Linked DNA regions of Mus musculus: regions 2, 3, 4, 5, 6 and 7 are each linked to region 1. The links are chromatin contacts, called in public HiChIP or PLAC-seq and promoter capture Hi-C maps. All regions are on one chromosome and are shown on one strand. The core of a region is the stretch at or near the end of the contact, and the rest is flanking DNA. Distances in the headings are between cores, read along the strand shown.

Region 1 (3,825 bases), core at 884-3,383:
CAGCACAGCCAGGACCCAGGCAGCCCCTTCCAAATGGCCGCACCCTCAACAGCACAGGGAAGTGGGGCAGAGCATAGTAATAGAGTGACGAAGAGAGGTAGGTGGCCACAGGACAGGGCAGGGCTGGGACAAGGTACAGGGTGGACAGGGTGAACCCGGAACACCCAACCTATGCTAGTGGTAACCCCAGCTTCCCAGGCGAGAGGTCCACTGAAGGCTTCCCTCCTGGGGTTCTGGGGCGCACAGGGGAACATTGTGGGGGTATAGGGAAAAGAGAGGCTGACCTCTCTTGTCTCTCCTCCACACTTTCCTGAGGGCCTTCAGCATTCCCTACTGCTAGCTTAACCCTGGGAACTCCGGGGCAGTTGGTCCAAGTTCCACAAGAGTGAGCATCGTCAGCCCATGCTCTCCCTCGGTCCCCGCAGGCCCTGGCCCCTCCCATTTCCACTCTTGCTCATCCTGTGGCCACTGGACACTAATGGTGCCAGAAAGCAGGAGAAGAATATTGTAATTGGCCATGGGGGGTGGAAATGGATTCTCCTGCTAGTCCTAGTAACACCAGCTAAGCTAAGGAGAGCCCTGTCACTGCGCAAGGGCTGACCACTCCACCCGCTGTTCGGCTGCCTGAACTCTTTCTAACTGCCTTCGCCTCCCTGTATCAGCACATGCCTGGTGCCTTCCCACCCTGGGCTATGGTGTTTAAGGGCTCTGGGGAGGTTTATCCCACAACTAACTAACAAGAGTGATGCTGAAAATAATATGCCTGCCCAGACCTGAGCCTGAAAGCGCTGAAATACAGACAGGGACAATCCCAGTACCTCCCTGATTCTGCCCATTGGATCAGGGCTCCTTCAGAGAACCCAACCTGGCAGGAGTCTCACATCTGCAGATCATCTGAGAAGCTCCCAGCCCAGACTCCAAGGCCCTCTCCAGGCTTCCCGTTCATCCCATCTTTGGGCAGAAAGCCCAAGAAAACTACCTCTAAGGGGTTTGGAGGTTTGACGGCTAGGAGTAGGGCTGGCCTACCTCACAGGGCTCCCCAGTGCCCCTGAAGACTTGTCAGGGACTACAGGGAACTCTGTCCCCTGGGAATTGCAGAAACTTAGCTCAGACAAGCAAGAGGGTGTGTACAGAGGGAAGTCCATAGCTGGGGTTTCAAACTTCTGGGATCCCCCTCCACCCCTAGGCGTCCCTGAGGAACTGAATGGCCTTGACTCTAGGGGGCGGCCCTTTCCAGCTTTCAGAAGGAAAGTTTCTGCTTAAGGGCTGCGTGGGATGCAGCGGGTCGCCTGTGATGTGGGACAGAAAATGCGAGGTTTGGGGACAAAAGTGTGAGCACCTCTGCTGGGATCTAACACGAGGCAGATTCTTCCTTGACTCGACCAACAGCCCCACCCAGCAGGCCCGTTTGAGGAGGGGGCGGTACGCCGCGGGGATGGAGTTGGCCCGGCTCCCTCTCCTGGGCCCCCAACGAATGGTATTCGTTGTCTTGCCCGGTGCATTCCACAGGCCAAGGAGGAAAGTTCTGCAGGCTCGGAGGAGGCCGGCGGCGAAGGAGCCCGAGATGACAGCGGCGCGGAGGTTCTGCGCACCTCTTACAGTCCCCGAGGTCCGGTCCCCAGAGCACTCTTACCTGCGCGGCTCGAAGGCGGCGCCCACAGCAGCAGCAGGAACAGGAGTAGCGGCGAAGACAGCAGCAGGGCGCCTGGGCGCGCAGCTTTCCAGCGGGTGTGTACGTCCATGCCGGCGGGGTGCGCGGGCCGGGGAGCGGGAGACGCACACGATGCACGGGGACCAGAGACACGTCCCGGGTGGCGGACGCTAGGGGAGCACGACAACTTCAGGGAGTCATAGGAAGCTCGGCACCCGCCCGATCTCCCCCGCGGCGGTGGCTGTTCTGGAAGAGGCAGCGGGCGCGCTCGCCCACGGCGCAGGGATCGACTGTGGCCCGGGACGGCCGGGACCCCCTCGCTGGCTGCTCGCGCACTCCCTGTCCTCCTCCTTCTAGTCTCGTGGCCTCCTCACCGCTGCTGCCCCGCGACCCGCTCCCCGTGGGCGCTCCGCTGGAGTGAGGTCCTGCGCCAGCCGCGGGGACCAGGAGTGCGGACCTCGCCTTCGGCGCTGAGCACTTTTCCCCCCTTTCCCTCCCTCCCTCGCTGCTGGCAGACAACGCGGAGGCTGTGGATTCCCCCACCCCCCACCGCCCCCAACGCCCGCAGCAAATCAGAGCCCGGCGCCCCGCTCAGCAAGGCCGGTCCCCGCCTCCCACTGGGCGCCGAGGGCGAGGGGGTGGGGATAGCGGGCGAGTCGCGGCGAGGAAGGGGCTGGCCCGGGGCGGGAGCGGACGTGGGACGGGGCCGGCGCCCCCGTTCTTTCTCCCCGCTCTGGGCGGCGGCCTCCAAAACCTGATGGCCCACCCTGATCCTAGATTCTTCCCGCCTCAGGTACCCCGACCTGGCCAGACTCCAAGAACCAACGTTGAGGGACCCCCGAAGTTTGATCGCTGGAATTCAAAAGAGAGATTGCAGTACCACACAGAACTTTCTCTTTAAGGAGGAGTTCCGAGAGCTCCTCTTCTGGGCGGAGACTCAACTTGCAATTCAGCCAGAAGGGGCTCCCTAGACTATGACTGACAGGCCAATACAGCGCTGGGGACCTGCCTTCTACCTCTCCACAGACCAGACTGTCAAGGATGCCCAGAGGGGCCTTAAGTGAACAAGGAGTGACCAAGTTATTAATCAGGTGAAGGTCAGTCTCAGATCCCACCCCACCGCCTTACTGCTGTCCCTAGTGGCCCAACAACTCACAAGGAAAAGGAAGAGCCCCCTTCCAGAGCTGACAGCTGGAAAAGGAGAGGGGCTCCCAGCTCCCCATCTACAGCAGAGGGAGACAGGAGTTCTCCCAGACTTCTCCAGGCCTGGGAGGCCCTGCAAAAGCCTGACTCACTGCCCTGCCCTTCTCCAAGGGCTTCAGGGTTTGTTTAGAAAGAATCAGAGTGAATTAAGAAGGCTTTCAGACACAAAGCTATCGCTCCCTTTGAACACATTGCAGCCTGAAAGAATTTTGTAGTGATGGAGACCGGCCTGGGACATCTCTCTCCGGCTGCATCCTCAGGCTCCCTAGTTTCTCATTATTCTCCAAACAAGAGGAGAGTGGCAGTCAGGGTGCAGAGGCATTCATGGGATAGAGGCAGTCAGAGGGCAGAGGCAGTCAAGGGGCAAAGGCAGTCAGAGGGCAGAGGCAGTCAGGGGATAGAGGCAGTCAGGGGGCAAAGGCAGTCAGAGGAGTTGCTGGGATGGCCATGCTCTGGTTCTTGAATCTGAATGGGGGTGGCTAGTACTGACTTAATTCAAGCTTTGCTTAAGTGTGGAATGTACCTTATAGGGAACATCAGACAGTACACAGAATAGAGGAGGAAAGCTGGGGATGCAGCTCAGAGGCTGTGCACAAAGGTCCTAAATTCTATCCAGAGTACAGAGAGGGCAGAGGGAAACAAGCTTGAGTGGACATGCAGACAGACAGACAGACTCAGTCACAGTACAGTAAGAGTTAAAAGCCAGCTTGTACTTGTTATGGAATAATTATGTATGTGTGTAAGTTGTATAAATGATAAGATGTGTATGTGTGTGTGTATGAACACATGTGGGGGCATGTACATGCATATGTGTGTCTCTGTGTGTGTGCTGTGTATACTGTGTGCTTATGTGCCATTCCATTGGTGAGTTTCATGGGGATGAAAACCTCAGCCATCCGGAGGCTTTCACCAAGCTCACCTCCCCATCCCCAACCTGCATCAGGTCTACATATCAGGGGAGGTCTTTCTCC
Region 2 (3,825 bases), core at 689-3,188, 980 kb after region 1:
TCAGGGCTGAACACTGTTATAATGGAAATAAAGAGTCCAGATGGGGGCTTCCAGTTTCCCTACCATGCCTCTGGGGTGGAAGAAGAGCCCTTAGAGGTGGGGAAGCAGCCACTGAGCCACCACCCCTTCACATCTCTCATGTGGCTGGAGGATCTTCAAGTAGACACTAGCATCATCCCACAGCCAAGAAAACTGTGACCTGAAACCTGGCCAACCAAACCCACAGTGTGGCCGAGTCACCTAAGCCACTGTGCTCAGGGCAGGGAATACTACATTGATGGGAAGAGGGAGTAAGGGGGAGATGGGAGAGTGAGGCCTAGGCTGGCACTTCATCACACATGTCCACCACATACAGGCATACATATACACACCATTCACACCTGCACACATGCGTGAGAGACTCAGAGATGCAAAGACAGTGTTGGCAATAGAGACACCAAAAGACGCCGAGGGATTCCAACAGCTCCAAGTCCTTAGAGTGGCTGGGTAACCTCTCCCAGGAGTTGTCCATCACAAAGCAGCGCATGTGAGGAGCACAGTAACACCAAGAGGCCTGACACCCATGGAGGGAACAGTGGGACGGCCCCTCCTTATATAGCTTTGGGTTCCTGGCATCTAGTAAATCCGTGACATAAAATAAATGGATGAAGAATCCGCTAGTACTGCAAGCTATATGACTGCAGCACCTGTACCTTTGATGCCACCTATTTTTGCCATCCTACTTAGAGCTATCATGCCTGCATCTTAGAAGGACTGGCCTTGGGCTTGGAAAGGCTGAGGTGTCTTGCTCAGAAGCGAAGATCTTAGAAACCGGGAGCTCAGACCCCATTGCCCCTCAGTACCAGGCTCACGGCTGACATACAGAAACCATGGTTCTCGGGCAGGTATGTGCATTCAGCCTGTCACTCCTGACTACCATCAGCATGCCTCATCCATGGTTGTAGTCCTGGGTCTATAAGGAACATAGGCTGGTCACCAGGTGACCCAGCACCTACAATAGCCAAAAAGAACATAGCACTGGAATGTGTAGCTAGGGGCAAGTCACTGCCCCAGTGAGGGAGTTTTCCAGCAGTGATGCCAAAGCAGTGTTAACTGTTGGAAGAGCTTGTAAGTGCCCTGGAGAAAGCTTAGCCACCTAGTGAAAGACAGTGTTTTATTGTTTAGTCAATTCTGTCGTTCACATTTAAAAGCGAAACTTCTCCTTTAAAGGGCACCATTGTCTTTCCTCTGCTTGCGTGGCCAGGGCCAGAGCTCCCTGGAGATACTGCTTGGGGATTTAGTGTTCTAGAAATTCAGAGTCACAAGTGATGTAAGTTGTGTGTCACCTTTTTTCATGAACTTCTGAGTTGCTGGGTCACACCCAAAAAACTACCGGGCAGGCTCTTCTTTGGGCTTGCCTTTCCCTTCATTTCCTCATAAGTAGCTTTAACGCCATCTGCAAGTAGTTTCTTATTCCTAAGGGCTCATCACCATTGAGATTCATTGCTACCGCATGTAATCTAAGATCCACGCCATACTCAGGTCTCTAGTTGTGGCCCACGTCTTTTTATACCTGATTGCGTTTTGCTCTGTGTGGCGGGAGTGGCAATAGGATGCTGGGCATCCCCTGCAGGCGGGGTTCTGACCTTCAGTCCAGCAGTAGGGAAAGAGCTATAGTAGCCCAGGTCTGCCCGGCCCTGAGGGCTTCAAGCTCGGTGGGAGCCCAGCCCTCTCAGGTTACAGGCTCCATTTTCAGAGAAACGCCTCCAGATTGAGGAGTAGCCGGCCCGTCAGGCATGGCTAATTGAGCTCCGAGAGGAAAGCAGCTGCTAGCGGATTTACACTGTGGCTTCCGGGGCTGGCTGGCTGGTTTGCTAACCTGGAGTTTAGATTACGGCTAATCCTTGGGGGTGGCTTCCGGTGCTCCAGGCTGCGTCTGCGCATAAGATACTTCCGGCGGGGTCACGCCGCTCTACTGGTGGTACCTGCGTGTACGGAGCTTCCGGCGGGGCTCCACCGCGGGAGCTTCCTATTCTGGTCCCAGCCTTGGTTGGCAGCATGGCTTCTCTCCTGGCCAAGGATACCTATCTTCAGGACTTGGCCAAGAAGATCTGCGCGCAGCCTGGCCCTGAACGACAGAGGAGCACATGGGGTAAGGCATCCGGCTCGAGCAGCTTTTGGGAGCAGACGCCGTCAGTAAGGAGCCCGCTGTCCTAGGTCGGGGCCGGACCCCCCGCAAGGGATATGAGTTCGAGCGGGTGGGTACTCGCGGGGACAGCAAAAGCTTGAGCTCTGGGCCCTGAAGGAGTGGGAGGCAGTTAGGAAATTACCAGACTCGAACGGAAAGAAAATCGGGCTTGCTACTACAAGTGTGAAGAGTTTTCTTACTGGCGTGTGTGTTTTTCAGCCCTTGTCTGTGAATGTGTTTCTTGTGTTGAAAGAACGCACACTCCATTCTTGGCTGTTTAGTTTAAAGCGCTAACATTTCCTTATCTTTGGAAGTGGAAGCAAGTCTTAAATCATAAAATGTTAATTGCGTCTGGGCCTGGTTGGTAGGGAGGCTGAGGAGAAAGACCTCGAGGTCAAGACCCGCCTGCCTGTCAGGACTACAGGATGTGATCACCTCTGCATGAGCAACTTCAGGAAACTCTCCGAAAGTAAAAGGAGCGGGTGGAGATATGGCTCAGTGGTTAAGAGCACTTGCTACTTTTGCATAGGACCCAGATTTGGTTCCCAGCAGCTACATGGCAGCTGACACCAGCCCCTAATTCCAGTTCTAGGGACTCATTAACACTCTTCTGGCTCTCAGTGGCACCAGGGATGGTCTTGATGCACAGACATACTTACAAACAGCACTCATAAAAGTAAACGAGTCTGGGAGGCACAGGTGGGAGGTGGTCTGCAAGCCTTTTAACACCAGCACTTGGCAAACAAGCAAGAAAGATTACTGTGAATTCCAGATGGCCAGGACTGCATACTGAGACCCCTTTTATTTGTTTGCTTGTTTGGAGACAGGGTTTCTCAGTGTAGCCTTGGCTATCCTGGAACTTGCTCTGTAGACCAGGCTGGCCTTGAATTCAGATTCACCTGTTTCTGCCTCCCAGGTGTGCCACCACCGCCTGGCTTAAGATCATGTGTTAAAAACAAACAAACAAACGGAGCTGGAGAGAGGGTGCAATAGTTCTGTGTATCTACAGCTCTTAGGAGAGGACCAGATTGTTCCCATCAGCCACCCTCATTTATGGTGCACATGATTAAAATGTAATAAATTTACCAAAAGAAAAAGGAGGTTTGGAAGTATGATTTAGTGTTGGAGTACTTGCCTAATGTGTGTGAGAGCTGTTGTGTGGTATCATGTAGGAAGACACATGAGTACCTGCTCAGCCAGGACACACATGCTGCACGTGAGCACAATGAAGCATTTGGTCTGGAGCCCATTTAGAATGATGGTGGCCTGTAAACATGGGTTTAGGTTTCCCCAAGTCCCATTTTCCAAGGGAAAATATTCCTTGAAGTAGTTTCTTGAAGTTTGACAGAACGAAGAAAGTCAAAGCAGGTTTAAAATACATTAGAGTGTATACCAGGTCATATAGCAAAATGACAGCTTTCTTTAGGACTAGATGCTGATGGCAGTTCCTCCCGTCCCCCAAACAGGGCTTCTCTGTGTAGCTTGTAATGTCCTGGACCCTGTAGACCAGGCTGGCCTTGAATTTACAGAGATTAGTCTGCATCTGCCTCTGAAGTGGAGTGCTGGGATTAAAGGTGTGCCTGGTGCTGATAGCATTCTTAATTTTTAGGTTGGCCTGCTAAGTGAGTATATTCCAAAACGTTTATTATCTATTAGTC
Region 3 (3,825 bases), core at 901-3,400, 810 kb after region 1:
ACAGACACACACTTATGCACATACACACACATGCACAGACACACACTTATGCACATACACACACATGCGCACACACAGCTGTGGAATGTTTTCCTGCTTCTGGGGTTTATGGCTCTGGGACATGTGCTTCTTGCTACCTCCCTGAGTACCTGACATCTAGTACTGTTCCTACGACCCTTTTGAAAATTGTGGGGAGCTGAGGTTGACTTAGGACTGTGGACCAGTGAGAGGAGAGGTGAGAGTCACGAAAGACCCCCACCTGAATTGTTCAGGGGCAACCACGAACCTCCCCAGCCCCCATCACCAGCATTCATATAGCAGAGACTGGTTTTCCCATTTGGAAAGGGACCTGGCCCCTAGAAAGCCAGACTAAAATCAGCCCCGCCTCCCTGGATTTTCATTCATTCTTTTAACAGCCATTCATTCCTCTGGTGTTTGTTGAAGACACACAAAAAACTAGGTTGGGCCTGAAGGAAGTATGGCAGGGAGACAGGCAGACAGAGCCACTGCTAGGGCACAAGCATCAACTCCAGCATCTCTATCATCATGGTAAGTACTAGGATAGAAAGGATGTAGGATCGGGTGGGGGGACAGGCCAGAGGAAGAGTGAAGAAGCCCCTTGCCTCACTCCTGTCGATCACCACAACCTTCACCTCTGACATACCGTAGTCCAGGCTGGGAATAAACCAGGCCTTAGCTGGAGCAGCAAGGAACAGGAAGTGTTGTCCTGAAGCCGAAGCTGGGGGAGCAGCTGCTTCTGGGAGCAGCATTCTCAAGGGCTGGGGTCATGTCTAGGTGTGGATATGGACAGCTTGGGAGAGTTAAGCTTCCTCCAGGGCCTGAGAGAATCCTGGGAAAGTCTTAGGCAGGAGAAACACAAGACCAGGTGTCTCAAGTTATATTTCATTATGAGCATGGGCCTCAGACAACTTGAGACAAGGTGCTTCCGGAAAGGGATGTGGGAGCTGGTAGTCGAATGGGGGGTGGGGAATGGAGCAGCCAGGCCTTCACAGAGCAGGGAAGCCCACAACCTCAGCTCCCCGCTAAGTATGTATTGGTCCTTGAACCTGCTATAGCTCAAGGTCTAGGTACTAGGGGGATGGAAGTAAGGGATAGCCTTCTAGCCCACCCAGCCACCAAAGGAACTGCAGTAGAACAGTAAGGATAGATCTCAGGGTCATTGTGCAGGTGAAAGAAAAGGAGCCAGGACCTGGAGTGTGCTCAGTGTGTGAGCCACTGATTAAGTCCAGGCCCTGGCAGAAATCAATAGTGGTGGCTGCCTCTGCTGGGGAGCAAGGGACAGCTTACCAAGAAGGGATTAAAGGACTGTCCCATCCCAGAGCACTGGGAGTGAACACTGAGGGTTGTACAGGTAAAGGCACCTGACGGAAGCCTTCAGACTATGGGTTTAAACCCTGTGTACAGTGACAGACAGCATTAGGAGCTGATCATAAGTAAACCCGAGAAAGAGTCGGCCTGGGAAACTCGGACCACACACCATTGTTCCTTGGCTGGGGGCTGAGGGGTGCCTGCCAGACAGTTCCCCTAAGACATTTTGCAACAGGAGAAGGTGATTTCCTGAAGTCAGCCCAAGGAGCTGTAAAAAGAGGGAATGAGAGCTTAAAAGTCCAGGCAGCAGCTTTGGAATGCTGAGGGGCCCTGGCCACTAACTTAGCAAGGTAAGACACAATGTAGCCGAGCAGAGAGCTGTTACAGGCCAGCAGCTGGTAAAGAAGGCTGTGGGCCAGGAAAAGGTGAAGCCTATCTGCAGGTCTTTGGAGTGACCAGAACTGACTAAACTAAGTTTCCTAGTCTCCAGCACCCCTCTGATGTGTGACCCAAATAGTAGGACCCTTGCCATGTTCATCCTGGGACAAGGACCCTGATAGAAAATGACCAGGAGGTAGGAGGTCACATTCATAGGAACTTGTCCCCAAGACTTCCAAAAAAGAAACATGGCTTCCTTGGGGGAATTCCTCAGGAAGAAAGGGAGAGGGGGATGGAGAAGGAGAGAGACAGAGAGAGAGAGAGAGAGAGAGAGAGAGAGAGAGAGAGAGAGAGAGAGAGAATATATTAGAGGCAAGTGCATACCACATGGTACATCAGCTGTTGGACCTTCTCCGTGTGTCACTGGACACATGCTGCCTCAGAGCACTTAAGCCCTCCTTGTGGGTGCTGCCACAGCTGCGGTCAGGGCTGCTGGAGAAGCAAAGAAGTGGGCTCTTTTTCTTCCTGCCCTGGAGACCAGGGGGGCCTTTACCACCTTCTCCCCAGTCAGTGCCTTCCTCCTGGTCCATGGGGACAGTTGTAGCCAAACTGCTCCTGCCTACCCTCAGCAGCCTGGCCTTCCTCCCGACAGTGAGCATCGCTACCAAGAGGCGTTTCTACATGGAGGCCATGGTCTACCTCTTCACCATGTTCTTTGTGGCGGTAAGTGTGGAAGGAGGAAATTAGGAGGAAGTCCTCACGGGAGGGTTACCACCATTGTCCTGTGCCAGGTGATGCAGAAACAGGATTTGGAAGAGAAAGAGTCTGGGTCTGGGGGAGCAGTGGGGGTGGTGACTGGGAAGAGAAGGTTCCTGGAATCTGTCTTCCTCTGTGGACCTCAGTTTCTCCATGTGCGCCAGACATTTGAGGGGGGTGATTGACACCTGAGACTGAGGCCAGGCCCATGAGAGCCCGGTGTCAGTTAAGGTCAAGCCTGGTGCTCCTCAGACTCTCTCTCCTTTCTACCAACGTTGTTCCATGAGTTGCTCAGCTGAGGAGGAACAAGGTGAGTGAGCAGGCCTAGGAATGGATCTACTAGGTTCAGGAAAGGTAGAGGGCCTGGGTGACTGCAGCTCCAGAATTTGGAACTACCCCCACTGAGAGGAGCCAGCCTCTCCCTGAGTCCTTCTTTCTCTTCCTGTTATGTGTCTAGCTGGCTGGCTGCCTCTTAGTTCCTTCTCCACTCTGTTCCCAGGCAACAGTACTGGGTGACTCCTCTGTCGTTCGTTCGGGGCATGTCTGGCACTGGCCCAGCTTTGCTGAAGCCTTGTGTCTGGGTTTCTGCTTCTCTTTATTCCCGCCATGGGTCTCTCTCCCTCTGCTTCTTTGACTGGTTCTGTGTCTAGTTTCTCCCAGTCTCTATCTCTTCCTTCTTCCTGCCTGTATCCAATTTTTTTGTTTGTTTGTTTGTTTGTTTTTTGGGGTTTTTTTTTTTTGTTTTTTTCTGATTTCTAGAGTTACACTCCCCCGAGGAGTTCACTCTCCTCTTCTCCCTGGTCTGCTCTCCCCTGGGTTCTTGACCAGAGCTCTGTGTCTTCCTGACTTTATCTTCCTGCCCATTCAACTTGCTTCTGTCTCTCTATCTCCTTTGTCTATCATCTATTCATTTATCATTTGTCTTGTTCTATGTGTCTATCCATCATCTGTCTGTCTGTCTATCTGTCTATCATTTCTCTATTATCTGCTAACCAACCATCTCTCTCCCTGTCCATTCATCTACCCATCTACTCTCTGTCTTAAAGGCCTCCTCTCACTTTGCCCTTTAGTCCTTCTGAGTACCTCTCATGATGGCCCTCTCAGCTATCCTCTAACCAGGAGTCACACTGTCTCTTTTACCACTCTGTAACCTTCGTTTCTCTCTCATCACACTATGCCTCACTAGTTTGTCTGGTGTGAGGCCCACACACTGGTAGGATACATGCTCAGGGTTGGCAAGCAGCCTGCTAGTCTCCTCCTTAGAGCAGAGCCAAACTTTTAGAGACTAGCATCCTCTCCTTAGGCCTGCCCTTCCTGCAGCAGGTCTCAGTAAGGCAAGGGCATAGAGTATGTGAAGGTATC
Region 4 (3,825 bases), core at 710-3,209, 700 kb before region 1:
CTGACCTTGAGAATACAATGAGTTATACCGCATCTCTGTTGAAGCTCAGAAAAATATTTTCCAAAGATTTCCTTTTCACTAGTTGATAAAAGGCTAGTACTTTCCCCACTCCTGGTTCCTCCAAAGGCACACTGCCAACAATATTCAGCGTTCTGCAAAGCCCTGGATAGGAGTGTTATGCTGCTTGCCTGACGATGCTTTCCTGTGGATTTAGGCTCTGCTACACAGCCAGCATCCCCTTTCCATTGCCTTGGGTCATCTCAGGGGCTAGGACATCTGCCCTTCTCCAAGTCTATGTATCAGGAGCAGGACCTGAGATTTGCGAGCACATTTAGACAGCTAAGGCCCAGAACGTCCTTGGTCCTAGAGCAGTGGCTGAAGGGGTGTTGGTCACCAAACTAGTGCGCCCCAGTTCTGAGCCTTGTAAAATTCACCTTGTGTGCCAGGGCCTGTTGGAAAACTGAATCTGAAGAGGCTGGATGCAGAAAGATGGGTAAATGCCATGGGCTTGATTTTTCCTCAACGTTATCTTTTCTAGGTGTAATGGTAGGTGGGAGGGAGCCTAGAGATGGGACTCAACACCTTGAACAGTAAGCACCTCTTCCATCACTGAACAGCGTCTCAGCCTCCAATTCCTTTGCTAGTTGTTCTTGCTACTCAATGTGAGTTCTAGAAGGACAGGCTTTCTGATTCATCATCCACTCCCCACAGACCCAGGCATGCAGGAGACTGCATTTCCTAAATGCTAAATGTGTGGACACTGCTTTCATTAGCTGCCTGATCCTTTTGGCTCTTCTCAGCTTCCAGTCTGAAGGGTCTGATTAGATAGGTAAGTTTTTGTTTGTGAGGGTCTGTGCGCCAGATCTGGCTTGGATCCCAGGCAGGACCAAGTCTCTTTCTCTCAGAAGCTTGGCCTGAGGACCTCAGGTTGGTCCTTGTCTTTGTCTCCCCTCCTGCCCTTCTCCGTGGTTCCTGTTCACATACGGACATGCCTCTCTAGAATGAGATTGATTCAGTGTTCTGTGGCCACGTGTCGATCTAGGCCTGGATTGAATGAGTCATGAAAGTGTCGCCTCATTCATTCACTGGCTCACAACATCTTTAGTGAATGTATACTCTGTGTCTACCCCCGTGTTCAGGTCTGAGAGGTCCGCAGCAAAGCAATACTTACCTTTAGGAAGCTGCCAACACAGTAAAGCAAGGCCAGCATTAAGCAAATAAGGCTGTGCTCCCCGATGTGTGCGTCTGAGTGCCGAGTGCACCAAGGAAATCAGCAGACTAGGTTTAGGTTATCATGGTGGATCCCCAGGGGAGATAAAGCCTATACATAAACCTAAGTGATGAAGAGAAGCTGACAGCTAGGTGGTGGGGGGAAAGAGGGGTGAGGGTCCCGCTGAGAACAGGAACAACGTGAGATCGCTTTCTAAGATCATGTTTATATCATAAGGAGAAGAGATGACAGCTGAATATTGAGAGTGTTGCTACATTGGATGAGGGGTTTACCGAGGCTCCATGTAGCTTAGAAGCAGCTTTGTAGGTTCAGGAACCGAACTTCTTCTCATTCAGAGGTAGAAGCACCGAGTTCAGCAGACTTACCTATCTAATCAGACCCTCACAGAACCAACAGGTGAGTAGCCTATGTTGCAAATTTTGCTAAGCATGCTGTGCGTACATCCTAATATGGGATGCGATGTGCATCTAATATTTTACTGTCATCTCTGCAAGATGACAACAAAGGCTTTGAAGCTTGTGTATTAAACTCACAGAGGTGTGATGATAAGAAGTTATCAATTTGTTAATTTACAGTTGCACTCAGCCCTAAATACATGCACACAGGAGCAAGGCTAAGAGGACTCAGTGGACTGCTTTTTCTTTGACAGCCGAAAACCAGCTCAGGGATGAGAGGCGGGCCAGAGGACGCCTGGGGCACGTCTTCAAGCTCTCATTGGACGGGATATCCGGAAAAACCCGGTCGAATCCTGGCTTGTCTTGGTTGGGTCGGCTGGTGGGATACGCCCTCGTCTCGCCCCTTTGTCCAACCCTCTTCATTTTAAATTAAAAAGCCCCCAGTTCTGTGTGGTGTAGCAAAATAAACAGTTGCGGCGACGCACTTCTTCCTGGAGGCCTTCGAGTCTCCATGATTTAAGGAGACGAGAAAGGTAAGGAGGACCGGAACAATTCCTTCGCGGAACCTTTGAGGTGAGGCCTCGCGGAGCCATTTGAGAACGGACCGCGGCGGGCTGGAACCAGACTAGTAGGCATGGCGGCGGCGGAGCCGGATGCGGACCCGAAGGCCGCCATCCCTGTGGACCTGCGGCGGGAACGGCGCTTGGTGTGCGTGGAGTACCCGGGCGTAGTACGTAACGAGGCCAAGATGCTACAGACCCTGGGCGGCGAGGAAAGCGTCTCTCGAGTAAGGAGCTGGGAAACTCCGGGACCGCGGGAAAGGAATCGTGTCTACTGAATGGGCGGGACCACCGGGCGGGAGAGCGGTTTCCGTGGCAACGGAGAGTTTAGGCAAGCTCTAGGACCTGTTGTGAACTAGGCGGTATTTTCTTTCTGTCCCCAAATGTGAGTAGCATGCTTGGCATCTATCCCAGGACAGTGAGCTGCTCTGACCTTATTGCTCTCGGCAGAAAACCGAGGCACGGGAGGAAAGAGAACTTTTCCACCACCTGTAGTTGAAACTAAAAGTGACACAATTCGCCGGCGTTGTATTATGTGGTTAGCACGTACAAAGTGCTCTCCCGCCCCCCCTTGGTTTTTTCGAGACAGGGTTTCTCTGTGTAGCCCAGGCTGACCTCGAACTCAGAAATCCGCCTGCCTCTGCTTCCCAAGTGCTGGGATTAAAGGCGTGTGCCACCACTGCCCGGCTTTTTTTTTTTTTTTTTCCTGAGACAGGGTTTCTCTTACAGCCCTGGCTGTACTGGAACTCTGTAGACCAGGCTGGCCTCGAACTAGAAATCCGCCTGCCTCTGCCTCCCGAGTGCTGGGATTAAAGGCGTGCGCCACCACGGGCCGGCATTTTTTAATTTTTATTTATTTATTTTTTAACATGCCACAGTCCTTTCAATCCCCAGGGCCGGAACTGACAACATCTGCATTTTACAAGTAAACAGGCCACATAACCACACAACAAGTAGTGGACCTAAAGTGATGCTCTGTGGAATCTTGGAATTGTTTCTTTAGAAATGATTTCCCTGAACATCTTAGCATAAGCAGATTCTGGCTCCTTCCGTTGATAATTCCACTCAGATTTCAGTTTGATACATGTATTACCTGTTCATGTATTACATTTATTACTTGGCCCTGGGGCTGTAAACCGAGCTAGGATCTCTCTTGTTTACCTCTGTACTAATATCTGTACAGATTCCCCATTTTATAAAAATTTATCAAGTATTTGGTTAAGTCCTAATGAAGCTGGGCAGTAGTGACCCACACCTTTAATCCCAGCATTACAGAGGCAGAGGCAGGTGGATCTTTGAGTTTAAGGCCAGCCTGGTCTACAGATCAAGTTCCAGGACAGCATGAGCTAACAAAGAAACTCTGTCTCAAAAGAACAAACAACAAAACGTCCTAATAATATCCTAGTGAACTAGATACTATTTTTCTTTCCTTTTTCCAGATAAGGGGGCAGGTAAGAAAGGCTAAGCCAGACATTGCTACTGGTATGACAGGAAAATGAATTCCAGCACAAATACAGTCTGAGCTGCTGCTCCACTTTTTTATGGGTGTGGATAAGAACTGATGGATGTTATGATATTGAGAGAATCCTTGTTCTCCCTTACCCCAGGGTTGCCTGATATAGACAGTCTTCCATTCTTA
Region 5 (3,825 bases), core at 409-2,908, 650 kb before region 1:
GAAGACGAAAGGCAAAGACAGAGAGTGCAGGGACCTTAATTGGATTGATTTCATTTCTGGACCTGGGTCTGCTACCAGGAAACCAGACTCAGGATGGGGATGGGAGGGAATTATTGGCAAAACAGACAGGGATTTCCCTGCCCCCTCCCCCAGGCGAATGCTAAATGGTCATTGTGTTCAGTTTCCGGCTGTGGCCTCCTCTCCTGCCAGGACCCTGGCTTTCCTGACCCAGCCAGAAGCTTCCCTCTGATTTCTAAACGGTGACCAGGCTGCATGACAACACAGAGGCCTGGAGAGAGGGCAGCAGAGGAGGCACAGATAGCAGCAACCCATGCAGGAACAGAACCTTTCAACAGCCCTGCCACAAAGGGTCCTTAGGGATGTAGCCAGACAGAGTCAGAGAGAAGCTTGACACCCCCCTCCAGGAGTGATCAGGCTAGGCCCTTCCAGCACACAAAGCCGGAGACTCTGCCAGACATAATGAAAGCCAGATGAGTGCAGGGCTGGTGGTGGGCCGCCCACCACCAAGCTCCCCGGAGTCCCTCCCCAGCCGCCTCCAGGATGAGACCACTGGGTGAATGAGCAGCCTGGCTTGGGACACCTGCCAAGCACAAGAGGCCTCCTAGGCCTGGGGGCCCCATGACCAGAAGTTCCCGAGTATGCTTTGTCTGAGCCTTCTCTAGGCAGAGCAGGATGCAGGGCTGCCTTGGGATTCCACTACCCCTGGGGCATGGTGGCAGGTGTACACTAAGGTGAAAGGAAGAGGGCACTGCTGGGTGTCCCTGCCCAGGACACTAGAAACAAGCTCCTACCCACATTCACTATTCCCACCACCCACACATAAGGGCATGGTCTCTGAATCTTCCAGCCCATCCCACTCCCTTCCTGCCACTGCCTCCTCTGAACAGCCTCGATGTTCCCGGGTCATTAGACCTATGTCTGACTCAGTGATGGGTATTCAAAGGCCCCTGAGGTCCCACTCACCTCTGGGGAGTTTAGGGCTGTGCCACCACAACCACTTGCTGGCCCACTATATTGTGGCCTCCTCGTGTCACGCGCCCCATTGACAAGGGTTTGAAATGAGGATAGGCCCTCGTGGTTGGAGCATTCACACACCACAGGCGTGTAAATAGTGACAGCATGGAGGGGCTTAAAGGTTTGACTGACTGCAGTAATTGGGGTTGTCACACCTGTGATGAGTGGGAGCAGGTACTGGGATGAATTGAGGGGGCACGGGAATTCAGCTCTGATTCCCCACCTACTGCTGAGGGTGTGCTGGAAGCTGTAATGCCCAACTGGCTGCCCCAGGGCTGATACAGCAGGGGGACTTCTGAGGAAGGAACCCCCCAGCCACACACAATGCTGCAAAGGACGTTGGGCTCACCCACCTCCAGGCGCGGCAGATCAGGGTCGAGCTGCGTGAAGCTGTGCAGCACCACTGGGCAGCTGTCGGGGACGCCCACCTCCAGGCGCACGGCGTCCCACACGCTGCGGCTGCGCCGGGAACCGGGAAACAACGGCTCGGTGCCCCCTATGGGCCCGGCCGCCTCAGCCCACATGCGCTGCACCATGGACGACTCACGGTGGCGCGGGTGGCCGGCGGGCCGCGAGACCCGGGGCAGCGCGGGGCGCAGGGCCGGCGCGGCTCCGCGCTGCCTGCGCTCTGCGCCAGAGGCCGGGCCTCGCTGATGTCAGCTGGGGGCGTGGGCTGCTGGGGGAGTGGTTTCAGAGGGGGCGTGGGCCTCCTCTAGTTGGCAGGCCTGGTGGACAGCGCTTGCATACACAGTCTATGTATTGTGTGGGCGGCCCGTGATGCTGTTTTGCTGAAATCAGATCCACTTCCCGGGAATTCCAGTTACAACACCCCCTAGCTCTGTAGCCTCAGTTTCTTCACCTGGAAAGTATGGGTAATGAAAATGACTTCCTCCAAGAGTGTGACTGGGAGGATGTCAATGAGGTCACTGACTATGTGCTCATATATTAGAGTATGGGGAAGGGTGACCCTGAGGATTGATTGGGCTCAGTGTCCACAGGGCGTTGGCATCCAGTCCAAGCTCCATTGGGAGAGGGATGCTTCCAGCCTCAGCTCCAGTCACCACAGTCATGCACAAACTAGACAAACCTACTATGCAAAAGCAATGCTGGTTACCACTAGGTGAGGTGGCGTACTTTTAAAGGCTTGTTTATTTTATTGTATGTGTACTGTTATTTGCCATGCATGTGTGTACATTGCAGACATGGTAGACGCTGATGCCTGAGGGGAACAAACTGTGAATGCTGGGCCATCTCTCCCGCCACAAGGCCTAAATTTTCTTTGAAATTTTTAATTGTCAGAAAGTATTTTTATGAACAGGCTCCAGTGAATATGATTTAAGAAAAAGATAGGCAGATTTGGCTAGGTGTGGAGATCCCCTAAGGCTGCTCAGAAGCCCGGGCTCTGCCCTATCTCCAGGAAGTCCAGGCGTGTGGGGGTATATCACAGGAAGGCAGTGGCTCCCACACATTCTGTAGGCTTTTCCCCAGCCCCATTCCTGGGCCAAGGACCCGGCAGCAGCTCAGCTTTGTTTCCTGACCCTGCTGCTCTCTCCTATTCTGGCTTTCTTTTTCTAAGGGCCACTTCTCTCTGATACTTAGTCCCCAGGCGTCAACCCTGCGGGCAGGCCGTCGGCAGGCAGGCTGCCTCCAGACACACTAATTGCAGGGATGGACGGTGGCAGAGGTGAGGTTCCATCATCTACTCTGCTTTTCTGGTTGCTGTCCACCTGTTTTATCAAGTTCCTTTCCTGTCTCGCTCTGCATTTCCCTCCTGGGAAGTCTGTTCATGGATATCACATGCACAGACACAGAAACACAGACACACATATGTGTAGGCAGATACACAGAGACATAAAGCCACACAGACAGACAGACAGACAGACAGACAAGCTCCTCACTCCCATAGGCCAACAGCTCAAGCCTTTTTACTCTGACCCCCTTTCACCAATATAAGTGTCCCCATGTTCCTGCCTGCTGCCCTAGACCCCACAGGGCTCACACCCTCAGCATCCCCAGCACCAGCTGTGACTTTTTAGACACTTCCCAGAAAGCAGAGCCCTCCCCAAGGCCTCCTAAGCATTCCCTCATGATTAGCCCCCAGCCTACAGGGAATATCCTTTATCAAGAGCAGGCCCATCAAAAGAGAGGGGATAAGGACAGCATATGTGGGATAGTGAAGAACGTCTTGCAACCCACACCTAAATCTAACCATCACTTGGGGAACAACAGGAGTCAGAAGGATAGCCTCCACACACCACCAGCCTGCAACCTATGGAAATCCAGCCTATAGGACAGACAGACAAACAGGTTTTGCTTTGCTAACAAATATATGGGGGTGTGGAGGTACACAGAAAGAAGAGATACCAGCCAGTATGTGGGTTTGTGAACCTGATATGAACAAACTGACTGTTGAGTAGCAAGGCGATGCACTCTAGGATACCCAGCAGGATCCTGAAATAAGAGGAACAGTGAACCACAATGGTCAGAGCAATGACCCAGGCAGCCAGGTTGCTCCCTAAGCAAGCACTGTTTGAGTATAGCGGGCAAAGGGATGACTTCACGTGGGAGGCGTGGCGAGGGGAGAAAAGGCTTGATTTCATTATGTTGCTCAGAACAGCAAGAGATCTGATTCTAGAATTTTCCATTTAATATTTTTGGAGCAGGGTCAACCTTAGGTAGCTGAAGACTACCACAAATTGATGGCACGGATGCTGCTGCTCCTCCTCTTCCTCTTCCTTTTTTGTTTTTGAGGCAGGGTTTCTCTGCATAGCCCTAGCTGTCCCGGAACTT
Region 6 (3,825 bases), core at 724-3,223, 640 kb after region 1:
GATGGCTTTATTCTCAGTCGCCAACTTGACTATATCTGAAATGAACTGTAATCCAGAAATGACGGCACATCTGTGATCCAGATCTTGAGGCTGAAAGACACGTGCTTTTGATCCAGGTCTTGAGGCAGAGTGGCCATGAAAGCTTAGGACCAGGCAAGGTGGCACATGCCTTTAATCCCAGGAAAAAGAGGCAAGCAGATCTCTGAGTTCAAGGCCAGCCTGGGACAGAGCAAGTTCTAAGAAAGAACGGTTTAAGTGTAGGCATGGTGGTGGCACACCTTTAATCCGAGCCAAATCTTCTGCTGGAGGCCTACATAAGGACATTGGGAGAAGAAAGACTCACTCTTCTTCGCCTGCTTGCAATTATTTGCTAGCACATCTGTTGGAACCTGCTTCTTCAGGATTCCAGCTTACACAGAAGACCAACAGAAACATCCAGCCTCCTGGAACTGAGCAACTACTAGATTCTTGGACTTCCCATTCGCAGCTGCCCATTGTTGGGTTAGTTGGACTGCAGACTGTAAGTCGTTACAATAAATCCCCTTAGACACTCCATAAGTTCTGTGACTCTAGTCTAACAAAGGGGGAATAAGGTGGAATGGGATTGTGGGAGTAGGGCGGGGTGGAGGATGGGATAGGGTAGGTTGGACCACAATTCTGCCTGGTGGCAGGAGAGATGAGGAGAGCAGCCTACATCCATGCCAGTGTCAGAAGGACCTTGCCCTTTAGACCCTGGATATGAGCTGTGCCCTTCAGCACTCATGGGCACAGCCTCCCTCTCCTTGACCTGCGCAGGATAACATGCTGGGGTCAACAACAACTCCTACAGTGCTGACCAGCCACCAGTCCCAGCCTGCAGCCACCACCCCTGTCCAAAGTCCTGGTGATTATGCAACTGTTAGAGTTTGCCTGGCCCAGCCATTGCCCCAGGGCTATATTAACTAGGTGTCTGTCCCTCACACACCACGGAGGCTGGGACACAGAAGAAGGCTTAGGCAAGGTTTTTACCTCCTTCTCTCTAGTCAGCTTGTCTGGTGAGCAGAGCCTGACCTCAGTTTTGTTTGGGTTTGTTGGGATAAGCTACACGTGGGCAGGTCAGGGGTCCCTTATCTCGGGATCCCACATTGTCCCGAAGAAGTCTCATGCTGGTGGGGCCAGCAACCAGCCTCAAGGCAGAGATTGAGACCTTTGGCAACAGTGGTTAACCAGAAAGTTTCTGCTCCCTTTCTGAAATGAGCAGCTCCGTGGGCAGCCATGAGGGGGCCCCTCCCTCCATCTTTGCTTTCTGGTTCATAAGCCCCTGGATGCCAGACCTGGGTTCCCAGGAGCTACTTTGTATGCAGTAGGTGCTCAGTAAATGTACGTTAGAGACAAGCTGACAGCAAGGCACATAGATGGACAGCTCTGTGCCAGTAAAAGTATCTAGTTGTGAATTCCAGCACCCCATCTCTAGTACCTCCTCTGATTCTTTGGATATCCAGAGGTTTTGAAACATACACCTGGAATGGGCACAGACTATGGGCAGCTGCCTGACTTCCTCCATAGCCTGTCTGATCCCAGGAGTGAGCAAGCTGGGGTTGGAAACATAGACTAGTGCCAAGATGATCTCACCAGGGGCCTCAAGTCTACCTACACAGCCAACTACAGATGGAGCTGGCTTCGGGGGTGGGGAACCAGGGTAGGCAAGGTTGGGAAGGCAGGATGCCCAGGGTCATCACAGCAGTATGGAGACCCCTGGATTAGAGATGAGGAAGGAAATACGAGAAAGAGGTCATCCACAGAGCTGGGCTCTGGTTTCACAGTCCTTCTCTGCTGGCCAGCCAGGAGAACTGCCCACTTGGCAGCTGTCCCAGCTGGGTTGTCCAGGAAGCTGGGGTGGTGGGAGGAACATTCCTGCCCCGGTTGTAGTCCGGACCAGCAGCAAGGGAGTGGGTGGCTTGTTCAGCTAGACCCAGATGCAGCCTGGGAAAGAAGGGAGGGGCAGTGTCCCCGACAGCCCCTTCATGGGCAGGGTTGGAGCTAGCTGCTTGCTAGCTGGGACCTCCCTCTTCTTCTGGTTGAAAGACCGTGGAGTAGATGGGACGGCCATGGATAACTGTGGGAGGGCAGGAGGGGGGGTCCCTTATGAGAGGGCTCTGCAGAGTGTCTTCCCCTCTTGGGCTCTTTCTCATACCCTTCTAGTGCTGCCTTAAAAAAGGGCCCTGTGTCTGAGGCCTCAGGTCTGTGACTGAGTTCTCATTCCCTGTGTCCTGTGCCCTGGCCCTTGGAAAGCTGAGGGAGAGAGCTGCAGAGGCCAGAGGGCAGGTTAATGAAGTACCTGTTCTGAAGGAGGAGGAGCAGGCTGGGGGCCTGGCTGCCCCACCCCCCACCCCTGCTCTGACTAGCTGGGCTGGCAAGGAAGGAGCACGTGGCAGCTCCTTGGGCCAGCAGCATTGGCACTGGGCATAGTTTGCAGAGGAAGGAGGCTCCTCTGGCATGTATGCAGTGCCTGGCATGGTGTCCTAAGGTAGAGGCACTGTTTGGACTTGCAGAGCCCCGATTGGATCCATATCATGCTGACTTTTCCTTGCTAGGAACCTCTCAGGAGCTTCTGGAAGACCAAGGAACCCATTGAAAGACTAAGGTATGTATAGATCCCTGCTGACAGGAATACCTTCCTGTCTCATTCATGGAAACCACAGAAGACTTGACAGCTGTCACTGTAGGGATGGGGATGGCTCAAGAGACTGTAAGGACAAGGACAGCTCCTGCCTGAAAATCCAACCCCTCCCCACTCCAGAGGTTGCTCAGAGTATAGACCCCTTGGAGTCGGGTACCGAGGTGGGTGGCTTGACTCTGACCCATTCTTAACCCTACTGTGCTCAGTGAGGGTTCACCGTGGTCACAAGTGGGACATGGTGACACCGAGGGTCCCAATCTGCAGGCTGGGAGGGAACAGGGGAGTATTTGGCTTTCAGATCACAGCGCAGTTTGTTCAGTGCGGCCAAACAGAGGCCCATGACAGACGCTTCCCTTACTTCAGTCTCGTCCCTAAAGTGGAGACAAAAGTCAGGGGAGCCAGCCCAGTCTGTGGGAGTGAGTTAATACACAGAGCTTGTCACCCACAGTGGATGATGAAAGCGACTTTCTCGGTTAACTAGACACTGAGTTCCCAAGTAACAGTCTTTAATACTAAAGAAGCCAGCCCCACTCAGCCAAAGCCTTTGCTTTGACTGCTGATCCCAGGAAAGAGCGTGAGAGATCCCTTGGAGGCATCTTTCTTTCTTCCCTGGTCTGGGAGGAATCCCAGACTCTAAGCACCATCAATCCTGGTAGATCTTTTTTCTTTCTCTCTCTCTCTTTCTTTCTTTCTTTCTTTCTTTCTTTCTTTCTTTCTTTCTTTCTCTCTCTCTCTCTCTCTCTCTCTTTCCTTCCTTCCTTCCTTCCTTCCTTCCTTCTTTCTTTCTTTCTTTCTTTCTTTCTTTCTTTCTTTCTTTCTTTCTCTCTCTCTTTCTTTCTTTGGTGTGCATGGGTCGGTGTGAGACAGGGTTTCTCTGTGTAGCCCTGGCTGTCCTGGAACTCACTCTGTAGACCAGGCTGGCCTCAAACTCAGATCTGCCTGCCTCTCCCTCCCAAGTGCTGGGATTAAAGGCGTGTGCCATCACCACCTGGTTTCCTGGTAAAGTCATGTTATTACATTTTGATGAATAGGGAGATGGGGCAGGGGTGGGCTTTCTGAAGGAAGGGCTCTTGATGACCCCTTAAGGGCAGCTGAAAGGACTCTGGAGGGGACAGAGAGAAGTGAGACCCCTTAAGCCAGTACCAAGTCCCATCTGAAATCCTGAC
Region 7 (3,825 bases), core at 557-3,056, 620 kb before region 1:
CAAGGGCAAAAAGCAGCCATGTTCTTCAAAATATCACAAAAATGATCTCTAGGCAATATACGAAAATTCTTCTCCTCTGAAACAACTACGTCTTCCTCTTCCTCCTCTTCTTCTTCTTCTTCTTTCTTCTCCTCCTTCTCCTTCTTCTTCTTCTTTTTTTTTTTTTTCGAGATAGGGTTTCTCTGTATAGCCCTGGCTGTCCTGGAACTCACTTTGTAGACCAGGCTGGCCTCGAACTCAGAAACCTCAGAAATCTGCCTGCCTCTGCCTCTCAAGTGCTGGGATTAAAGGTGTGTGCCACCACCGTCGGGCTCCTCTGAAACTTCTTGAGCCGGGCCCTCACAGTTCAAATCATCCTCAGTACAACTGCCTTTCATGTTCTTACTAAGATAACCCATTAAGCCCCACTTAAAGCACTCCACATTCCTCCAAACAAAAATCACTGTCAAGCCTATCACACCAATACCCCAGTCTCTGGTACCAACTTCTTAGTTAGGGTTTCATTGCTGTGAAGGGACACATGACCAAGGCAACTTTTACAAAGGACATTTAATTGGGGCTGGCTTACAGTTTCAGAGATACAGACCATTATCATCATGGCAGGAAGCATGGCAGCAGGCAGGCAAACATGGCGCTGAAGAAGCCTAGAGTTCTACATCTTGATCCAAAGGCAGCAGAAGGGGATAAGCATTGGAAGCCTCAAAACCCACCTATACAGTGACACTCTTCCCCCAACAAGGCCACTCATACTCCAATAAGGCCACATGTCCTAATAGTGCCACTCTGTATGGTCAAGCATCCAAGCAGATGAATCTATGGGGGCCTAGCCTATTCAAACTACCACACCCATCCAGGTCGGCCTGTCAATAGGTGGTGGTATTTTTTTTTAAGTCTTGTTTAGGCAAGGATATTGTTGAGATATTTCTAGGTAATGCTCCACTGTCGAACATAAAAGACTACCTTGAAGCAGACAACCACCCATTTCCTGCCCAGGTCTTCTGCCTCTTCCAGTCTTTCCACACTCTCTTTTGTGATAGTTCCTGAGCCTTAGGTGTCAGGGTTGTGTTTTCGATTTATCAACGGGGTCTGGGCACCCCACGGTCAGTTCTCTACATTTTGACCAGCTGTGGCTTTCCACGATGCTGCAAAAAGAAGCTTCTTTGGCGAGGGGAGGGGTAAGAGCTACATTTATCTTTGGGTATGGCTAAGTGTTTAGAATTCTGTTAGAACTTTTGTTGGTTTTGAAATGACCTCACCAGCCACAAGTAGTGGGTTACCTTTTTGTTGTTGTTTTGGTTTTTGAGACAGGGGTTCTCTGTGTAGCCTTGAATGCTCTGGAACTCACTCCTTAGACCAGGCTTGGCCTCAAACTCAGAGATCCATCTGGCTCTGCCTCCCGAGTGTTGGGTTAAAGGCATGAGCCACAACTGTCTGTTGTGTTTTTTGGTTTTTGTTTTAAATATAGCAAAACATGGTGTGCTGGATAGTTTATGTCTACCTGACACAAGCTAAACTCATTAGAGAGGAGGGCACCTGTTTCTAGAAGAGGGTGCTCTGTGATTTTAAAGCTTCTGAGCCCATAAAACTTGTCTGTCCAGGAAGAGTGTTGCCCATTGCTCCACAAACCTCGTCTGATTTTTCTACACAGAGGCTGAGGACTCCTTGCTGGGATTGTCCGTGGCCACCTTCAGAGACAGAGGGCCAGGCTCCTGCTGGAGCCGCTCCCAGCCCAACCCTTGCCTCTGCTGGAAAGCAACATAAATACAAATTGAATACAAATGGGACCACCTCTTGTATGCCCTGGGGCTGAGGGAACAATGAGGCTGTTGATCATTGCTACCCTCTAGGTGTGGCACATCTGTCCACAGGACCCCGCCTTACCCAGGCTCCCAGAACTGGAATAAGCAATCTGTGGCAGCAGCTAGCTTTAGCTCTATCTCCTGGAATAACCATTAACCAAACTTCTTCCCACATTGATTGTTTGAAATCCAGCTTGCAGCCGGGTGTGGTGGCGCATGCCTTTAATCCCAGCACTCGGGAGGCAGAGTCAGGAGGATTTCTGAGTTCGAGGCCAGCCTGGTCTAAAGAGTGAGTTCCAGGACAGCCAGGGTTATACAAAGAAACCCTGTCTCGAAATACCAAAAAACCAAAAAAAAAAAAAAAAAAAAAAAAAAGAAAGAAAGAAAGAAAGAAAGAAAGAAAGAAAGAAATCCAGCCTGCTTGTATTCCCCAGAATTATCTAGACTGGCAAAAATAGTCCACTGTACAGGTAAAATCCTGGCCAGGATCTAGTATACACCATCTTTACTGAAAGCTACCTCAAACCATGTAACAAAGTAGACATCGAGTGCCTGAGAGTGTGGCTCACCATGGGATGCAGGTGACCAGAGGGAAGCTAAGCCTGGTCTGTTTCAGAGCTAGCTCAGGAATCCTGAGCATCCACAGCTGCCCATGGCTAGGGGAACAGCATTGCTGGGATGAGGGCATTAACGTGCAACTTCAAGGCAACAGGCAGGGCTGAAAGCAGCTCAGGGGCAGAGCATTTCCCTTCAGTGTGCAAGCCCTCAGGTTGGATCTCCACCATTGCAGATTAAAACAAAACTAAACATCAATATTTAACTAACAATCGAGGGCAACAGCCCACAGGCACTCTGAGCAAAGCTGGATTCCCCAGCCTGCCTCGAGAAGGCACATCCATCCTGTTGGGTAGGTGTGGGGAGGCCTGAAAGGCCGTCTATTTTGATTCCTCCCTCTTGTCCAACCAATCATGTGCTGGATTGCTATATGACTGTGGGTACACAACATCTCATAGTTTACACTGTCTCTACATCAATTTTCGTGGTTGAATTCTCCTGGTATACTAAGATATGCAAGGGGTAAGCTGGGCTTGGCATGGGGCGGGTCTTAGCCCGGATGTTAGGTCCTCAGCCAGTTGGCATTCTTTTTCACTGAGGAGAATCGAATCATCTTCAGGCTTCGGGGCCGAGGCTTCCTTTCATCCCAGAGGTACTCTGGGGACAGCACCTTAGATGGTTTGTGCCAGATGAAGTGGCGGTTCAGGTGGCTCTCCTCCTGCCAGGCTGCCATAATGCTGTTAGCTTTGTCTGCCAGAATGGCCATGTGGCAGGCCCGGGTAAACTCATACACTCTGGCCACTCGTCCCCCAAAGAGTGCCCCACCATAATAGAAGTCCCCCTCATTGTCTGCCACAAAGGCAGAGGAAACTTGCCTGCGTTCATAAGGGAATTTCCGGCGAGGTACAGCAAAATAGCCTGGGTGAATGGCAGCCACTAGATCCCCCAAGGTCTCGGGGCCCCATGGGTTACGGAAGACCATATCCACATCGACACAGAAGAGGTAATCCACTTCTTTGTGGGCTCTCTTGGCAATGTGTTTGTTGATGGTCTCCATTCGGCGCATGGAGATCTCCTCCCACCGGGAATAACCCTGGATAGGGATGATGCTGAGGAGCCGACCGGGGCCCAGGGGAACTCTGGGAACGGCTGTAGGATCATGGGTAAAGAGGTAATAGTGTACTTGGTACCCACGCATAAAGAACTCTTCAGCTGACTCCAGGAAGCGCTGAATGAAGCAGGTGTACCTGGGGATGATAGCTCTGTTAGCCACTGCTGTCCACAACTGCCCGGGTCCCCAGTATGCGCTGAAGTCTACACACTAGTTTTTCACCTCAGGAAGTCATTGAGGTCTTACCTTGGGGTCCTTATCTGTCAAACTCCCACAATCCTTGTCAAAGTTGGTCACCCTCATCTGAAAGCCCTGCTTCTGAGTTTTGGATTAAGATGTATAATTGTTAAAGTCTACACA

The links. Promoter capture Hi-C pulls out the DNA fragments that hold promoters and counts their contacts. HiChIP or PLAC-seq counts read pairs in DNA pulled down with a chosen protein or histone mark. Capture Hi-C pulls out chosen DNA fragments and counts their contacts.
Region 2: a contact with region 1 is called in a promoter capture Hi-C map of cranial neural crest. The contact joins the promoter of Surf6 here to the promoter of Col5a1 in region 1.
Region 3: a contact with region 1 is called in a promoter capture Hi-C map of the HPC-7 cell line. The contact joins the promoter of Mymk here to the promoter of Col5a1 in region 1. A contact is called at or near these places in 6 of 39 promoter capture datasets (the HPC-7 cell line, cranial neural crest, embryonic stem cells and 2 more) and 1 of 9 other capture datasets (macrophages).
Region 4: a promoter capture Hi-C map of hippocampal neurons shows a contact between it and region 1, with 4 times the contacts expected there. The contact joins the promoter of Gtf3c5 here to the promoter of Col5a1 in region 1. A contact is called at or near these places in 4 of 39 promoter capture datasets (embryonic stem cells, hippocampal neurons, liver and 1 more), 1 of 484 Hi-C or Micro-C datasets (uterus) and 3 of 115 datasets of contacts at active chromatin or transcription factors (astrocytes, embryonic forebrain and pancreatic cancer cells).
Region 5: a contact with region 1 is called in an H3K4me3 HiChIP or PLAC-seq map of neural tube, with 4 times the contacts expected there. The contact joins the promoter of Ralgds here to the promoter of Col5a1 in region 1. A contact is called at or near these places in 2 of 39 promoter capture datasets (cranial neural crest and hippocampal neurons) and 2 of 115 datasets of contacts at active chromatin or transcription factors (neural tube and pancreatic cancer cells).
Region 6: a contact with region 1 is called in a promoter capture Hi-C map of liver, with 5 times the contacts expected there. The contact joins the promoter of Sardh here to the promoter of Col5a1 in region 1. A contact is called at or near these places in 1 of 39 promoter capture datasets (the SN4741 cell line), 1 of 115 datasets of contacts at active chromatin or transcription factors (pancreatic cancer cells) and 1 of 9 other capture datasets (liver).
Region 7: a contact with region 1 is called in a promoter capture Hi-C map of embryonic stem cells. The contact joins the enhancer-like site here to the promoter of Col5a1 in region 1. A contact is called at or near these places in 8 of 39 promoter capture datasets (the HPC-7 cell line, the SN4741 cell line, embryonic stem cells and 4 more) and 5 of 115 datasets of contacts at active chromatin or transcription factors (SST interneurons, astrocytes, epiblast stem cells and 2 more).

The regions. Positions count from the first base shown.
Region 1 is chr2:27,884,733-27,888,557 of GRCm38.p6, reverse strand. It overlaps Col5a1 (collagen, type V, alpha 1), which reads right to left and starts at 2,133. Exons shown (of 66, transcript NM_015734.2): 1 at 1,634-2,133. The coding sequence starts at 1,742.
Region 2 is chr2:26,901,000-26,904,824 of GRCm38.p6, reverse strand. It overlaps Surf6 (surfeit gene 6), which reads left to right and starts at 1,938. Exons shown (of 5, transcript NM_009298.4): 1 at 1,938-2,131. The coding sequence starts at 2,038.
Region 3 is chr2:27,070,486-27,074,310 of GRCm38.p6, reverse strand. It overlaps Mymk (myomaker, myoblast fusion factor), which reads left to right and starts at 2,150. Exons shown (of 5, transcript NM_025376.3): 1 at 2,150-2,430. The coding sequence starts at 2,296.
Region 4 is chr2:28,581,413-28,585,237 of GRCm38.p6, reverse strand. Gtf3c5 (general transcription factor IIIC, polypeptide 5) reads left to right here and starts at 1,959. Exons shown (of 12, transcript NM_148928.3): 1 at 1,959-2,413. The coding sequence starts at 2,261.
Region 5 is chr2:28,531,297-28,535,121 of GRCm38.p6, reverse strand. It overlaps Ralgds (ral guanine nucleotide dissociation stimulator), which reads right to left and starts at 1,658. Exons shown (of 18, transcript NM_001145835.1): 1 at 1,389-1,658. The coding sequence starts at 1,571.
Region 6 is chr2:27,245,451-27,249,275 of GRCm38.p6, reverse strand. It overlaps Sardh (sarcosine dehydrogenase), which reads left to right and starts at 1,973. Exons shown (of 21, transcript NM_138665.2): 1 at 1,973-2,623.
Region 7 is chr2:28,504,487-28,508,311 of GRCm38.p6, reverse strand. Gbgt1 (globoside alpha-1,3-N-acetylgalactosaminyltransferase 1) reads right to left here. Exons shown (of 7, transcript NM_139197.2): 7 at 2,897-3,601. The coding sequence ends at 2,917. Among named protein-coding and RNA genes, the nearest start is that of Gbgt1, 9.5 kb to the right of the region's middle. Within about 2 kb of position 1,806, at least 12 of the 459 cell types and tissues checked have an H3K27ac peak or open chromatin away from gene starts, as enhancers often do. A contact at or near this core is called in embryonic stem cells, where this site is marked.